Linked DNA regions of Anas platyrhynchos: region 1 is linked to region 2. Evidence: chromatin contacts called from public Hi-C data. All regions are on one chromosome and are shown on one strand. Each heading gives the region's core, a stretch centred on a gene start, on an enhancer-like site or on the middle of the called end of the contact. The rest is flanking DNA. Distances are from core to core; before and after follow the strand shown. Region 1 holds the start of C1QTNF4 (C1q and TNF related 4). Region 2 overlaps LOC106017018 (a long non-coding RNA gene).

What was found. A called contact is a pair of places that touch in the nucleus more often than the background predicts.
Region 1: a Hi-C map of skeletal muscle shows a contact between it and region 2, with 3 times the contacts expected there. The contact joins the promoter of C1QTNF4 here to the enhancer-like site in region 2. A contact is called at or near these places in 4 of 8 Hi-C or Micro-C datasets (liver, skeletal muscle and subcutaneous adipose tissue).

The regions. Positions count from the first base shown.
Region 1 is chr5:53,488,774-53,493,884 of IASCAAS_PekinDuck_T2T, reverse strand. C1QTNF4 (C1q and TNF related 4) reads right to left here and starts at 2,767. Exons shown (of 2, transcript XM_072039079.1): 1 at 2,744-2,767.
Region 2 is chr5:53,219,852-53,224,712 of IASCAAS_PekinDuck_T2T, reverse strand. The region is part of intron 4 of LOC106017018 (a long non-coding RNA gene); the gene reads right to left. It overlaps LOC110352674 (a long non-coding RNA gene), which reads left to right. Exons shown (of 3, transcript XR_002402022.3): 3 at 37-452. Among named protein-coding and RNA genes, the nearest start is that of FUT8, 210 kb to the left of the region's middle. Within about 2 kb of position 2,327, at least 2 of the 8 cell types and tissues checked have an H3K27ac peak or open chromatin away from gene starts, as enhancers often do.

The DNA.
Region 1 (5,111 bases), core at 1,518-4,017, 270 kb before region 2:
CATATTAAAATGTCTTCCTCAATTAACATTCCTTGTCAAATTATGAGGACAGATGACAGAAGAAAAGGAAGTTTTTCAACAGAATTATTGAACCGATGGATCTCCGCCTTTCATTTTTCTTTTAGAATTGGGCTGACTTTGAGTGGGAAATCCTGTTTTATGCAAATACTAGTCCATGTAATAGTCACATTTCTGAAGTCACATTCTATGGAAGCCGGGGATGAGTACTTGTCTCACTGGACTTCTCCCCAACACAACCCTGATCTGAAGCAGCATGGCAACTTTCCCTGGAAGTTTCCAGAAAGGGAGGGAATGGAGGACCAGTTAGGATGCTCTATTTGGCACAACAGTCTGTTGGAAAATTCCAGCATGGTATAATTCAGGTAGAAGCCTCTAAATCAGTGTCTGCTCTGGACAATTTGGTCTGATTTTCCAGTGCAACAAATACCATGTCGTTGTGAGGAGAGAGACAGACCCTTATCCATCTCAGAGGTGTTGGCTGGCTAGGAAGTCAGCCTGCAGCTACTGAGCAGAGGCAGCTCAAGTCTAAGTGCAAAATATTAACCCAGAGAGCCGTGCTGCCTTTTGAATAGTGAAGTAAGTAGAAAACTGAGAAGCAATCTGGGGGTACTGAAGGAGTGAAAGAATGGAAGAAAATCTGGGGACACAATTCTGTAGGTCACACAGCTCCATTACTTTTGCTGTTGGAATAACAACTTTGCTAAAGTGGTGGCAAGCCAAAAACAACAGTCAAGGGCTTTTCCTGGGGCTTCTCTCATATTTTAGTCCTTTATTGCAGAAGAAAGAGTAAAAAATGCAAAACATGTTCTATACTTAATGGATGGCCCTTAATGACATCCAAATCTTCTAGAAATCACAAAGCAAACAGATTGCCTCTTGAACTGCAGGAAAGTTACTGTGAACGTGCTTTGACTTCTTTTTTTTTTTTTTTTTTTTCTTCAGTCCTCAAGTTCCTCAGGTGAAGGAGTTGTAAATTTATGAGACTTGACCTGATCTGAAATGCTCCCTTCATTAGAGGTTAGCAAGAATTTTGTGCAGGCAGATCTGCCTAGACAAACACACACACTATTGCAACACATAGATACATACTGAAGCTGATCTTGTTTGAATTTCAAACACCGAATCTAAGCAGTAGCTAACTTCCAAGCAATATTCAATTTTTATCATGTTGGTGTGTTTTAAATTGATTTTCATAGTAGTGACCAGTTCTCAATGATATAAGGTCTTGTCAGTAGGTCTCAAGCCAAGCTCCACCAATGGCTCTTGAATTGCTATTAATTTTATGCAGTTACAGAATTTAAAAGGCTTATAGTCTGATTAAAAACTTGAAACGCTGACATTTTATGGACAGTATACATAAGGGAGGTTGTAATTACTAAATTTTCATTTAACGAATTTTAACTTGGAGATGGCCTTACAAATGAGGGTATTAGAAATGATACAGTACTGGATTTCTCATTTAGAAACTCATTTAGATAGAAAAAGTGAGCTATTAATCAATTATTTAAAATTTAGTCTAAAATGCCACTATGACAAAGGAAATTCAAAATACTGAGGAAATCAGGAGGTAAGGAATTCTGATCTCTCTCTTTTTCTTAGTCTTGAGAGAACTACAGGAGTTTATTCACAGGATTTTCTGACAAGGCTGCGGGTAACAGCAAAGACTTCATGACCCATTAAACGCTTTTTTATCCCATGCTTGCAGGAGCCTTATTTTTGCTATAGCCAGGAGCCTACAACGGAGTCTAATCCCTGCTTTTAGAAACTAGAAGAACCACATCTGTAGTTGTGTCCAGACTGTAGCCCTTTTTAAATGAATCAGTGGGCTAGGGAATGTAGTCAGGCTAAATATTTTGAGATTTCATCCAAAGACTTGGAGCATGTTTTCAGAGGAGGCAACTAAGGCCAAACAGCTAATGCTGCTAGGTGATATTATTAAGCCTATAATAAAATGTCCTTTCATCAGCACTTTGCATACAGGCAGCAGAGGTCCTATTGCATCGTTCTGCTTGCTTATCTGGGTGGTTATCAGTCTATCAGTCGTGGACACTATCTTCTGTCTTTCACAACAGCTAGCAGTTAAAGCTGGCTGAGGGTGAGCAGGTGTCACTGCTATGTCATGTAAGGACAGTCACGGAAAGGCTGCTCGCAGGAATTTGAAAATGTGCTGAGGAGTAGGGAATTAGGCCAGATCATCATCAGCTAGATTGCAAAATATTATGGAAATGGATCCGGGATACCCAAGATGAACACCATTTCTTTTGATAGTGTGGGTCCAAACAGTATACAGATGTTGCCTTCTTTCCTAAAAACAGAATGTGCAGGGGCAATGGTTTCCTGAACAAAGGTTAACTGATTTTAAAGGTGCATCCCTGAACAGTCAACACATTTTGGAGACAAGACAACAAGCAGCATGAAAGCTTGCTTAGAGCAAGATCTCTGGAACCTGTCAGCTTTCTGAGCAAGAGAAGAGGACTCCTTTTCCCCTGCATGCTCTGTCTCCAATGCTAAAAGAAGATACACAGCTTGAACCAGGCTTGCTACATTAAAGGTTCTCCAAGTTTTGCCCTCAAGACACGTTGGTCCAAACTACACTGCTAACTCACAGTGGGAAACAGATCAGGCACAGGCAGTTTGCAAAGCTTTTAGCCCCAAGTGTAGACTGAGATTACTGTTCTCCCCAGGACTTGTGAAGCTTTAAAGACTGCGCACGGTTTCCTACCTTTCCTCAGCCTTCACCTGGTTTCACATCATGGCTCCAGAGCGACTCTGACACACCGAATGGATGAGACACGCACATCTGTTTTCTGCAATTACAAAGATAGAGAAAACATTTCATGCAGGGTATTTAAGCATTGGAATTATTATAAAATAAGAACTATTTTTATGTTGAACTGTCAGCAGGTAAATTTCTCCTGGTTTTCACATTTTTATGCTGCATTTCCTACATCATGCAGTAGATGGCAGAGTCCATCAAAAAATTTCGCTGTCATTTTCGCAGAAGGAAAGTTGATCACACTTTTATCTTTGTTAGATTCTCATGTTTAATTTAAAATAAATTTAGAGCAACCTTTTTATGGTTTTGGACATTTTTAACGTACATAATATTTCTCTTGTTGCAAGGTTTATTTCTTTTTAATGTAATTTGTATTAATAAAAGATTAGTCTTTCAAAATTGCGTTGATATTTCAGATTTTTTTGATGAGATTTGAGATATACTGGACAACTTTAATAAATTTCTTAACTTAAACTACACTTAAGGTTCTGCCGCTATGACATATGAAATATTAACTTCCATGTTATTTGCATTTGATTCCATTAGTCATACTAGAAACAGCAGAAAAGAAGCGTGCTTAAGGCACAGAAAAGAGAAATAAAAAACATATCAGAACTAATCATAATTCAGCAAGCGTAGTTCCAAATATTCAGTTGCAAAGACTGAAAAATATTAAATTAATCCCCACCCTAAAGTTTAATAAAAAGCATTACTTTACTTTCTTCCCATCAATCCAGATTTCTAATAAAATATTTCTTAATGTTACTTTCAAGCTTTTGACCGTCAGCTGAAATGCTATAGACTGCACCTCGAGATTTCATTGATTTCTACAGGTGAGATATGATAAAGTGTGTGCAAGTTTTAAAGAGCAGTAAGCAAGCTCGTAACTAAGAGGAACGTAATGGTTTATTCTCAGAATTAGTCTTGCGATCCAAAGGGTTTTAGCAGAGAAACATAACCAAGGATTATGAAAATTTCTTCTCTGAGTACAGCATGGCAGTCCAGCTGGCAGTGCAGGGACCATGCACTGCAGCCGGCCCATTTCTACTACCTAAGAGGAGACAAGAGTGTATTTTGACAGTGTGTGCTCTTTGCACAAAAGCGGAAGATCTCAGTTTGTGCTTACTGAATCCAGGGGCTAAATTTAAGACAAAATTTCCACGGGAGCAGAGAGCCTCTGGGCCTCTGCTACAGGAGCACAGCCCAGCACTTACAGCTCCTGTGTGGCCTCTGAACCTGCCGTCTGTCCTGTGTGGTGGAGGAAACGGGCTGTGTTGCTCTGAGGTATCAGAGAACAGGTGGAAGTGTGGGACCAGGCAGGGGATAAAGTTAACGTTATCGTAACTGAATCTGGGATTCCTGTACTGCCGTTATTTCTGGCTGTCACTGCCTGGAATATCGATTATCTCAGGTGTGACTCACATCAACAGCTGGCTAAAAGGAAGAGCTACCACCACCCCTGTTTAGTATGAACAAACAGAACTTCCTATCCAAGTGAGATTGATTTAACTCTTACTGTAAATTTGCCAATGCAAACGTAACCGGTGAATGTGGTTTAACATGAGCAAGGAGTTCAACACAAATAATTTCCATCTCTAAGTATAAACCTTTAAAGCGTACTCCTTGTTAAACATGTACGCACCCTTGCAGATAAACAAGTCCACTCTGCCAGCCCTCCTGACTTTATATATACCTGAGCAGTGTTCAGTTTAGGCTGAAGTCTGCCAAACCCCCATGACAAACTGAAGAGCCCTGGACTGTGTTGTTTTCCAACAGGCTCCCAGAATTGTTTTGTTTATTTTGCTGTTCAAGTGCTGAAGGCAGAAATGTATTTCATTTCCATTCTCTGTGGCATAGGAAGGTACCTGTTCTCTTTCATATGCAGTAAAGGAGCTGTAACATATTTCACCCAGGCAAAGAAGAGCAAAAGGTCAATGTTTAAAACCATTCTCTAACCTTTTTTGGGGGAAATAGGCATTTTGTTTAAATCCCATATGATAAATTTTTTAGAGCCTCAATGTATTATTAGCATAATTAGCTTTAGAAAGAGAATGTAGGAGCTTATGGAATAGGAGAGAATGGCTGAGAGACAGTCAAGAACAACAGGATACTGTGGAGAAGAACTGAAGGCAGCCTCAAAAGCTTGGCTACCAGGTGCTGTTATTTCTCCTGGGATGTGTAGTCAGTGACAGCCGTGTTTATTATACCAGTGAATTTCTATTAAATTTTTACTGACTTGTGAACTGAAGAAGCTCCTTGCCACTGCCTGGTACACCGAGCTGTCCACTCAGGCCCTGGATAAAACACACTTCTC
Region 2 (4,861 bases), core at 1,078-3,577:
CAAACTGGATTTTTTTTCCCCTCATTATCTTCACAGAGCGAGCTGTTTGTGAATAGCAGAAAAACAACTGTTTGTTCATCCTTAGTAATGTGAAGTCAAGCAGCTTTCTGCATCATTCCCACTCCAGGACTTGCCTCTGTGAAAGCTATAGCAGGGCTTCAAAGAACAATTGCTTCAGTTTTCACTCCTTCTAAGGCCTGGGGACGTTCCACTTCTGATCACAGTACAGCTTTATAAATCTTGAGTAACAGAGACAGTAGGCTGAGAGCAAGAATAGGTTTAGTTTTCCTTTGGAAAATTTGGTTTTGCTGTGAAGGCTCAACTTTTGAAACACAAAAGCAAAAGTGGTGATTTAGGTTTCCAGATAGTGTGAGAGTACCCACAGTGTCTTCAAAAACTATTGATAAATGACGAACCCTTCCCACTGGGCATGAAGGAGCTAGAGGAATGATTAATCTATCTCATCTCACATTTCTCTGTGCTTGCCTGCTGCAGCAGTCTGTGATTACAGTCAATGCTTTCCATTGCAAAGACTCTAGCAGACACTGTAAAATCTACTCACTTCAGATTCCAAAAGACCAGGTCAAAATTCTGTGTGTTACCCAAACAGCCACTGTGATCCTCAGAGATTTAGGGGTACAGATGGCTCAGCCAAGAGAGATACTGTGCTCAATTTACAGCTATCCATTGACTGAGATCAATACCAAAGTCTGAGACACCTTGTTACACACTGATTATAAGGAGTTCCATGTGTCCCCAAAAAATTAGAACAGCTGTAAGAAACTGGGATTTATGAAAAAGCACACAGGAAAAGGGAGAGAACACACCACTACCCTAAGAGTCCTAGACAAGGAGGGGTAGTGCATCCTTTGGATAAGAATAAGGGAATTGTGTAAAGCAAAAATTGTAGACTGGCTGTGACAACGGTGCCTGTAGGAAGAAATGTATTTACAAAAAAAGCTTTTGGAATGTCAAGACCCTCAGCCAGAATACAAACATCTTTTCTCCTTCTCATCTCCATTTTTGTCTCTTAAAGGGTACCTTCTATCTAAGGATATTTGACAGAAAGCAGCTAGAATGAAGGACTGAAGGGTGACAGGACAGAAGAACAGAGTTGGTCATGACTTTGTGAATACCACTGCTGACCACAGAGAAAGGAAGTATCTAATGTCGTGGCTCCCCACACCTCCACGGTGCTCTGCTCTAACATGGCCATGTTCTGACTCATTTAATGAGTACTCTGGAATAACTGGTCAAATGATGTCAGCTGTCTGTTTCTCATCCTTTGCTTTAATCTCTCCCATTCAATCACTGTCTTAAAGAAGAAACAATCCCCCCCCCCCCCCAAAAAAAAAAGGGGGGGGGGAAGTAAAAATCAAAGAAAACTTCAGGTTATTTTTGCAGACTGTATCAGATACCACACATCTACTAAGATGTTTCTGAAGCACTTTCAGTAGAAGTTAAAAAGCATCCGCTTTTCTAGTTACTCTTTTTCCTAGCTTGGCTTGCTGCTCAGCCTTTCCATCAGTAGTGTCTTGGGGTTAGCAACAAACCCCAAGGCCAGCGTCTGAGCATGGTGCCATATTATCATTTTTCTGCTGAGAATGATGACTTCAACGTGCCCACAAGTATGAGACAAAATAGTCCTTGTTAGGTAGCAGAACCAGGTAAAAGCTCACGTATGACTTCTCTGTGGTTCCTGCATTCCACTTAACTTCTAGCTCAGCGTGTAATATAAAGTGTAAAGCACTATATTTCAGCATACAGGTATGTAAGTGCTTGGCCCAGTGGATTCTTGTGTGCACAGAATTGTGAATTGTACATGGCTATGAGTACTGCAAGTGCAATGATCAAAACTTTTCCTGACCCTTAGCTGTCTCTTGTAAATTCCTATTACAGGCATTTGAGTCAAAACAAATAATTCATTTCTTCCACAGCTCCTCTGTCTCTCATGTGAAATTTCCATTTAAGTGGCTGGTGATTGTACATCCTATCAGTGCTGCCTGCAGGATGCCCTCTGATTTAAATAGGTTTGTGCCAGTTTTCTCTAGCCTTCTATTTAAGCCAAAGGGCATGATAATGTATGTGGGTAAAACGTGCCTGGAAAGTGGGAATAAGAAAATCTCAGAGTTTGAATGTCCAGAATTGCTGTTTCCCCTTTGAGCAAACAATCAATTAAGTCCTCCACACCGCAGTTATCTTTTATTGTCTGCACATGTGTTTGACCTCAAATCCCTATTCAAGGATAAAAAGGGACATGATCTCACAATGAGCCTCATACTTTTCAAATCTAGAAGGTGGTCACAGGGGAGCTGAATAATATTGATGCTGTAGCTCTGAATCACGCTTTCTGTGGTAGACAAAGCTTAGCCCACATAGCATGCATGTATATGTAAACACCTTTAGATTCAGTTTCAGAAGAAAAGCATGACTGAAAATGTTGTCTTTCTGCACGACCTCCAATGTGCCAAATCCCTGCTCCTCTCTGTATGATACAGCTACAGGGAGACCTGGGCCCAGAGGGAGACAGCCCAAATGAGAGTGAGGGAGAGAAAGACTGTATGAGAATAGATGAATTTGGACAGCAATCAAACTGTTGTGGTTTTTTGTTTTGTTTTGCTTTCCCCCCCTTTGTATTTTAATTACAGAGTTTTAAATATTCTCAATGTGGGGAGGAAATATGCATGTCTGTGAGTATTTGATCTGTCACTGACTCTGTCTATGTCTGCAACCACATTACCATGGGGAGATTCTTGGGTTCTTTAGGAAGAGCAGAGGAGATGAAATGAGATACAATATGCTGGAGTCTGGCACAAAGAACTGAATAGAACTGGCCAATAGCCAAATGTTTTCATTTCTGGCAGAAAGGCATTAAATGAGACACTGACTGCATTTAATTGGGCAGTTTTCTGATTAAATAAATAAATAAAGCTGTACATGTGCTTTACATATTTACATATGTATTTTGCCATTCTTAAATACTTTTCTCATTCCCAATCTGTTGGAATCTATTTAAAATTTGTCATAAGGTTGGAAACAAAAATGAAAGAGGAGGAAATTTATTTCAGGATTTATTTGCTGAGGCTGACTTAAAGAAATGCAGGGGAGGAGGGTCAACAAATCTTTCACTGAAATTTGTCTCCATTCACTGGAGGAGTGATGCTGGAGATGCCCATGTAATTATTTTATACAGTGGGATAAGTGGTTTTCTGGGGGCCCAAAAGAACATGTGTGTATACATATTTATATACCCACAAGAATTTGCCTTTTTGATCTTTTGTTTGCCTATTGACGGATCCCTTTGCCTGTTCCATTCCTTCTGCAGTCCACACAAAATGCACGAAGGCGTATGTTTTGGTTTTCCTGATATCTTTACACTGTTTGCTTACTTGCAGAAACTGTCTGAGGAAAAAGATCAGTATAAGAGTATAAGATGGGTGGACAGAATAGGGTTTATGTGAGTGTGCTAAATTGGTCAGGTTATAATTACCTCAAGCTCTTATGCATGCTTACATAATATGCGTGCAACTTAATAAGTTTCTAAATTGCCCATGGAAATCTTCATTGAAACCATAGATGACTCTGGCAGCTCACTTGCCTGAGACACATATGCTGTAGATCAAGCAGTAGAGCATTATTGAAATTGTATTTTGTTCATCAGGAGGGCCAAAAAAGCTTTCAGTGTTTTAACAGCAAAATTATCTACAAGGATTATTCTGCCATGTTAAAACGAATTTTCAACTTTCATTACTATTTTCTCCTTTGCTAAAAATGCTGGTCACCCAGGGACAGGTTATCACATGAACACTTGATTTACTAACTAAAGTATAACCTCTGAAATAACAGACAGTTAAGGAAAGCCCTTGGTAAACAAGGGTTGCTGAAATGGCTAGATCTCTAGCTTACTTCCCTTTCCCTAGCAGTCTAAACTCTACCTGTATCTTAATGAATATCACTAGATTCAAGCTGTAGATCTCCCAATCCAGCTACCTCTTCTCAGGTTCAACGTTTGTTGTGTCTATTCTATTCTGTGCAGTTTGTGTCCTTTTATCTACCAGTATCTTCTCTGTATTTAAATCAATATCCTATGCCTACATTATCTGCTGACACAATTCCTGTGGGGTCATTTCCATTTCTACTAAATTCAAGCAAATGGGTTATAAAAGGCCACCAATTTAGAATGATGGCATTCACACCGATTTTTTTTCCCCAGATAGTGGTGACTGTCTAAGCTGCAGAGCAGAGAAAAATCAAATCCTCAGATTCTCAAGTCAGTATATTCAAGTGACCCCTGACTGCACTGTACTTCATAGTACTTCACTTGCTTTTGGCACTAGTGACATGTCTGCAGAACTTCTCATATCTAAATCCCACTGTATTCTCTACAGTTGATTTAATGAACCCCCACTGGTTACTGGAAGACTAGTATCAACATTGATTCACAGTGAAATTTAACATACCTAGGCTGAGCAGATGCTACCATTTCAGAACACGTATATATCTATAGCTATAGCCAGGTGTGTGTGCATCGATAGCTACTTAAGTGAAAAATTTTACTGGCTTCCCTGGAAAAGCTAGTTTTAGGAAAATTATAGCCTTTTAGTTTTATCCAATGGTCTGCTGCTGTAGAATGCTTGAGTTAAAAAACAGCAGGTGTTTAGAGATAAAAATTATACTAATAGCAGAGGTTTGCTGAGATCAGAAGCAAAGTCTCTGACTGCACCTAAGTGGGCACTGTATCCAACTTCAAAGAGCTGAAGAAAGGGAGGCCATGAGGCATTAGACTGATGAAAAGTAGCAGCTTACTTCTGTGGGTTTACATCAGATTAGCTGAGCTGATTTCAGAACAACTCAAAATATA